Linked DNA regions of Mus musculus: region 1 is linked to region 2. Evidence: chromatin contacts called from public Hi-C data. All regions are on one chromosome and are shown on one strand. The core of a region is the stretch at or near the end of the contact, and the rest is flanking DNA. Distances in the headings are between cores, read along the strand shown. Region 1 has its middle 10 kb from the start of Gpt2. Region 2 has its middle 37 kb from the start of Ccdc130.

Region 1 (3,439 bases), core at 163-2,662, 1.2 Mb after region 2:
TCTTAGATGTAATTTGAAATCCAGAGGAATCCACCCTCAGGAATAGGTAGTAAGTGGGAACTGTAGGCTATTGATTAGCAGATGGACTTATCTGGATGGAGTCTATTGGGTCCATGAGAGGTGGATCTGAGTGGGTTTCCTGTAGCTTATAAGTTTACAAAAGAGATAACAACATAAGCTAACAACATGTATAGTCTTTAAGATGAGCCTTTTGTGGGTCAGAAGGAACAAGAATTTGTGATTATGTAGTTGGATCGTATAGTGAAATGTTTCACTTGAGTTAGGCAAATTTATAAGAACTCGAATAGTGTTAGGACAGTGGCATAGCAAGAAGAAGAAATATGAAGCATTTAATTGATGGAAACTGAGTTTAGGTAAGAAGTTAGCTCTGTCTCCTAGCTGTCAACCTACAGTTACCTTAGCTGTCAATGTAGTCAGAAATCTGAGGAAGAATAAATTATAATCTAGTAGGCATATATTATTTTAAAAATGACAGAGTTCACCTATAGTCCAGTTTCTTATGGCCTCTATGGTCTCCATGGCAATTTGGGCAGAGTCAGTCTGGCTTCCAAGCCCAGAAGATATAGAGCCTTTTTCTCTGTGAAAAGGATACATGTGCTATAAGAAATGACTTACCTTGATATAGGCAATATAAGTCATTTGACTCAGGGTATCCAGTTTTGTCCATTGCGTTTCTCAGTGGTTATCACACCACAATCCAGGCAGTATCTTGTAGCTGTGTCCAATTCTTCTGAGACCTTTTGGGTCTCAGAACTGTTAGACTTCAGGAGATTCTATTAGTCATGAACTTAAATATATTAATAGTGAGAAGACTTCTGACAAGAGTGAGGGCTGTATCGATTGGTTATATCTGAATAGAGTGTACCATGATTTAATGGCAGTAGCAAAAATCATTATTTATCAAGATAGGATAGGAATAAAAATCGTAAGTAACTTTGACAGGTTGTGTAAGTAGAGAAAAACACATTTTGTATTAGTAGAAAAACACATGGCTTAGAGTTGGCGTGGACCAGAGTAAGAGAGCTGGCAGTAGTGGCTTGAGATCGTGGGGACAGAAAATGAGTTTGTCCCACTGGGTTCAGGCCTGTGACAGGAACTAAGCAGGCAGGCAAGCCTGGGGAATGGCTAGTCTGTGGAGTGAGGGACAGGCAGACACACACATGTGCAGTTGAGGCACCAGGAGTGCACTTGGGTGGAGGGGGAACTGGTGTGCAGCCCACAGCCTGAGGAGCACAGATCACTAGGAGCACAATAGTAGCGTGGGCCCCCAAGGCACACAGGGCTACAGCGCTGCTGAATGGTGGTGGCGGCGGGGGCAGCAGCAGCAGCAACAACGGTGTTAAGGGGGAAGTGCCATTCTGTGGTGCGCATGGCTCTGACACAGGCAAGTGGGGCAGAGCTTCCTCCTAGTAGCCGGAAGTCCCAGACCAGTACTTCTAGCTGCGAGCTGGCACTGCACCACCCCACGGTGGGCAGAGGAAGGGAAGCACCTGAAGTAGTTTGTTCAGTATCCCAGCAACATGCACGCTATTCTTGTAGTGCACAGTGGGGTTAGCCACTCACTTTCTGAGTCCCTGCCAGAGAGAGAGAGAGAGAGAGAGAGAGAGAGAGAGAGAGAGAGAGAGAGAGAGAGAGAACTCACAACACAGGTGTGTGTGTGTGCACATGAACAAGCACAGGCAGACGGTCGAGCGCACATGTGTAAGTGTGTGTGCGCACAGAAAATGGCTTTTCTTTTTTTTTTTTTAAGATTTATTTATTTATTATATGTAAGTACACTGTAGCTGCCTTCAGACTCTCCAGAAGAGGGCGTTACAGATGGACCATGTGGTTGCCCCCTAGAAAACAGCTTTTCAATTAACAGAGTCCAAAGGAGACCGAAAGAAAGCTGTTTTTCTTGTGGCTGTAGCAGGCAGTCAAGTAAGGGCGGTGGTGGGCAGAGCACAGGAGTCCTGAGTGAGAGAGAGCACAAGTGTAGGGGCGGCAGATGGTTGCCTGCTTGTGGGAAAGCAAGTCTCACAGAGTCCCTGGCAGGATGCAAAGAGTGGGGCCAGACCCGCTTTTCACATGGCAAACTTGGAGCAGAGCTGAGGAGGAAATACGAGAGGAGGAAGGGCAGGTGGGGCCAGACCTGCTTTTCCAGAGGCAAACCAGTGGTGACAGTAGCCATATTTTTGGGAGTGAACAAATGAGGGAGGGGGGTGGGGAAGCCTACACTGGCGAGAAAGTGCCAGGTTAATGGCCATGTAGAGATATTGTTTTCTGCTTACTGTGAATTAGATCAAGGCAGTCCAGTAAATAGGGACAAGGAAGTGAAGACTGACCCATGGGTAAGAGAATAGGGTTATTAACTGCCCTACCAGAGTCCTGAGGGCATTATAGATAAACAGAGAGATTCTAGCACAGGCCAGACCACCATGTTGTCATGTGGCGGCTGGGGGCTAAACTCTGGGCCAGTGTCCCAGTGCTATAGAGAACAGTTCACCCGGGCTCAGGGATTTCTCAGCATTGATAAAGAAATGGTCTCAAAGGAGAGAGGAAAATCTCACCCAAGGGAAAAGTCCTAGAAGGGGTCAGTGAAACGACTGAATGTCTCTATCCTCAAGGACAGTACAGGGGTAGCTCTGAGCTCAAGAACTCTCCCCTGGGACCATGGAGACATTTACTCTGAGCAGTGTGGGCAGTGGGCTTAGCAGTTCTCCAAAGTTTGGCTCGGGAGCATTGGCTCTCCATGTGATAGCAGGGGGATGCAAACCTGCAGAGTTTCTAAATCCCAGTCACAGAACCGTATGAAGTGTTTATAAAAAGATAAAGAGGGCTGGCAAGATGGCTCATCAGGTAAGAGCACTGACTGCTCTTCCAAAAGTCCTGAGTTCAATTCCCAGCAACCACATGGTGGCTCACAACCACCCGTAATGAGATCTGATGTCCTCTTCTGGTGTCTGAAGTTAGCTACAGTGTACTTATGTATAATAATAAATCTTTTAAAAATATATTAAAAAAAGATAAAGACCAGCACTCGGGAGGCAAAGGCAGGCGGATTTCTGAGTTCGAGGCCAGCCTGATCTACAAAGTGAGTTCCAGGACAGCCAGGGCTATACAGAGAAACCCTGTCTCAACGCCCCCCTCAAAAAAAGGGGGGGATATATTTTATGGACGTGTGATGAGGTATGGGAGAAGGGGGTGCCTCTGTGAGCCTATGCTGAGGCATCCCTTCCCCCCGAGGGACCAGCCATATGAATATAGAATAGAGTTTATTCAGGGAAGGAGTCAAGAGGGTAGTAGAGGCAGAGAGAGAGAGAGAAGTAGAGGCTGGCCATGAGCATATGGAGAGAGGGGGAGGGGAATAGGGAGAGAGTGGGAGCAAGGCAAGAGCAAGAAAGCAAGAGACAGAGGAGTGGGGCAAGCAGGCCCTTTT
Region 2 (3,618 bases), core at 926-3,425:
AGGGGAAAGTGAGAGGAGCTGGTTACATTGTATCCCATGCAGGTTACATTGTATCCCCATGCAGGGATCAAAGAGTGATCAGGAGGGGCCTAGCAATAAAATAAATAAATTTCAAGACCTTCCAGGAATGTGTTCCCAGGGACATGCTTCCTCCAGGAAGACTCCACTTCCCAAAGGTTCCTCAACTTCTCCAAATAGCACCACATTTGGGACCTGAGTGTCGAAAGAGAGAGTGCCTAAGGGGGACATTTTACATCTAAGCCACAGCACCCTCCACTCTGTCCTGTCCGTATGTCTCCTTTTTCGAGGTCCCTTTCCTCTGGGCCTCATTGGTAGCCCTGGCTGTCCTGGAACTTACTATGTAGACCAAGCTCTAGATCCACTTGCCTTTGTCTTCTGAGTGCTGGGATTAAATGTATGTGCTAACATACCCAGCACTCAAAGACATTTATTTGAAATAGTCAAAACTCCGGGACTGGGCTGAAGTGGAACCTGAAGGGTTCTTTGGAAAGTCAGTTGGATGGTGTTTTGCTGGGGTGAACATGTGAAGGAACATTTCGTTAAAGTGGACACAGGAGAATGACTAAGGCAGACTAGTGAAGGAATGTTTCACTGAAGCAGATACAGGAGAGAGGATGTTCTGCTAAAGGAAGCACACGAAAGGGCACGTGATGAAGGATTCTTTGCTAATAACGCACATGAATTGGTCCACCTTACACTGCTGCATTTGTTGGAACTCTGTCCAGAGAAGTACTCCAAAAAATTTCTAGTGGTGTACTGCAGTTTCTTGCCTACTTCCTTGGATTCAGGCTGATTGGAGGCAAGACCTGTGCTGTGGCAAGGCACGTGGAGGACATGTGATGCTTAAAGGGTATAAATGGACTCCATGGAGAGACAGAGACAGAGCTTGGCTTGTTAGTACAGCTAGCTGTGCAATGCTTGTAGGTCTCTAGTCTTCACTGATCTTTACTTCCCTGAGAGAGGCACAGCAGAGAACTCCTGGTGTTCCTGTTGGTCCCTCCTGCTGACTCAAGCTGAGGCTGAGGCCTGGCTGTCTCTGCTAGGTCATGTCACCGCTGTTGCTAATTCAGCTCTACCAAACTAGATGGCTGGTGTATCCCTGAAATGTTTGTGAGTGGATTGAGCTGCCGCTGCCTGTGAACTGAACTGCCGATTTCCAGACAACACAGATGGGAGTTGCTCCAAAGAACCTCTCTAAAAAAAGGTCCGCTCTCCCCTACCCCACTCCCACCCTGAATCCTTTCTTTTCCACTACCTGGGTGGTGGGCGACAAGGGAGGTTAAAATATTCAAGCTAAGCATTTAAGAACCATTATTTAAAATAAAGTTTGAAAAAATTAGTTAGCCATAGCTCAGTTGGTAAAATGTTTGCCTAAACTGCATGAGGCCTTAGATTCCATCCCCAGGGCCACATGAACTGTGTGTGGTAAAGCATGCCTGTAAAATCTCAGAACTCAGGAGGTGGAGACAGGAAGACTGGAGGCTCAAGGCTATCCTCATCTACATAGGGAGTTCCAGACCAGCCTGGGCTACATGAGACTGTCTCAGAACGGTGTGTGTGTGTGTGTGTGTGTAGTGAAACATCATCAGGTAAAGGGACTTTCCCCTGAGCCTGGTGCTGTAAGTTGGATCTCTGACATCCATATGGTGGAAGGAAAGGACTGACTCTAACAGATTGTCTTTTGTCTCTGTATGCAAACCAGGGCAGACAAGCTCCTCCTCCCCCAAATCAATCAATTAATTAGTATTTTAAGAAGCCCAACATGTTGTTTTTGTATTTTGAGACAGTCTCATACTCTATATTCCAGGCTGGCCTAGAAGTTGCTTCAGTCCTCCAGCTTTTCAAGTTGTGTTAGTTACTTCTGCTGTGATACAACACTATGACCAAGGCAACTTACAGGAAGGAGGAGTTTATTTGGTTCCACAAGGGTTAGAAGCCATGATGGCTGGGGACAACATGGAAGCAGGCATCGTGGCCGAATCCGCAAGCGGAAAGTTCACATCTTGAACCCCAGACACAAAGCAGAGAGTGTAAATGCTCAAAGCCTACTTCCAGTGAGATACTTCCTCAAGCAAGGCCACACCTTCTGGGTCTCCCCAAACATCAGCACCAACACCAGACTAAGTGTTCAAATACAGGAGCCTGTGGGGGACATTCTCATGCAAAACACTATACAAGAGCTGGGATTGTAGGTGTGAGTATGCACATTTGCCTGTTCTCAGCATCCCTACTGGGTGGCTGTACCCCATTCACTGGAATCTCTAGCTCCAGGAGATTGGACACCTTCTTCTGCCTTCTAAGGGCACCTGCATATGAGTGGCAGACACTCATGCAAACACATAAACCCCAGCAATAAACTGTATGACATTTTACTAGCATTTCATTTAGGCTGTGTTCAGACATACAGGAAAGTCACAAGAACAATACTGAGATGACAGACTTGTGGTACCATGCCTGGTTATTGTTGAAAACTCAGGGCCTCTGCCAACTGAGCTATAGTCGGGTATGCTCATGTCTGGTGCCTGCAGAGGCCTGGAGCTGGAGTTACATATAGCTTTAATCTGCCTGATACAGGGATGCTGGATACCAATCTCAGGTCTCTGGAAGCACAGTATGCTTTCTTAATTGTGATACAAACTGACCCACGAGATGTGGAATGGTTGTCAGGGAGCATGCCTGGAGCAAGACTTAGGCCCTGACAAGTCCAAAACCCGAAAATCTCATTCTGAGACAGCAAGAGTAAGGCTCGCTCACCTCCCTGTCTGATGCCACAGTGCTATCCTTGGGACTCCCACCTTCATCACTCTTGATATAGTCACATAGCCTGATGGCCATATTACAAGTTTAACTTCTCTTCTCCCTACAGCAAGCACCTGGAATTCTTCTTTGTGTAAATGAAGCATTCCCAGCACCTCACCCCCAGTCAGTAATGTACACACACCTTGGAAACCCCTACCCACTCCCCAAGGTTTATACAGCCCTTATTTACCCCTGAATAAAGAGAGCTGTAACTCTAAAAACCTCCTCGGAGAAGTCCTCCCCCCCCCCCGCACCCCAGCTTGCACTGGTGCCTGAATACCCCAAGGGCACAAGCTAAGCCAGTCCCCACTTATCTGCTGAGCAACAGGCTTTCTGTCTGTACTGTTTAAGTTTATTGTCACTTGCAGCAGCAGAGCAGGATTTATTGCATCAGAGCAACAGAGGCCACATGGCCTGCAAACCAAAACCTTCTGGCCTTTTACAGAAAACATAAAGCAACCAGTTAAGCCACCAGGAAGCAGTTATAGTGGGACAGGCCTGTGAGTCCCACTTAGGACGCTAAGGCAAGAGAGTGGTAAGTTCAAGGCCAGCCTGGCCAAAGTGAAACTCCAGTTTCAGAATGGCTGTTCCAACTGAACAGAAGTTCATTGAGGTGGATACATTTTGTGTCTGTAATTTCATGCAGTGATTTTTTTAAAATCACAAATTATTTATAATAAAATTTTAATAAACAAAAAAAGGTGTAAAATAAAATAACAAAGTCTATATTGTACCTATTGATGTGTTTATAAACAGGTAAAAATATTTCTATGGAGGTGTGGTGAGGAATGGGGAAAG

The links. A called contact is a pair of places that touch in the nucleus more often than the background predicts.
Region 1: a Hi-C map of embryonic stem cells shows a contact between it and region 2, with 9 times the contacts expected there. The contact joins two enhancer-like sites. A contact is called at or near these places in 5 of 484 Hi-C or Micro-C datasets (the G1E-ER4 cell line, the HPC-7 cell line, embryonic stem cells and 1 more) and 1 of 115 datasets of contacts at active chromatin or transcription factors (astrocytes).

The regions. Positions count from the first base shown.
Region 1 is chr8:85,480,654-85,484,092 of GRCm38.p6, forward strand. No RefSeq gene overlaps it. Among named protein-coding and RNA genes, the nearest start is that of Gpt2, 10 kb to the right of the region's middle. Within about 2 kb of position 1,413, at least 85 of the 459 cell types and tissues checked have an H3K27ac peak or open chromatin away from gene starts, as enhancers often do. A contact at or near this core is called in embryonic stem cells, where this site is marked.
Region 2 is chr8:84,305,351-84,308,968 of GRCm38.p6, forward strand. No RefSeq gene overlaps it. Among named protein-coding and RNA genes, the nearest start is that of Ccdc130, 37 kb to the left of the region's middle. Within about 2 kb of position 2,176, at least 5 of the 459 cell types and tissues checked have an H3K27ac peak or open chromatin away from gene starts, as enhancers often do. A contact at or near this core is called in embryonic stem cells, where this site is marked.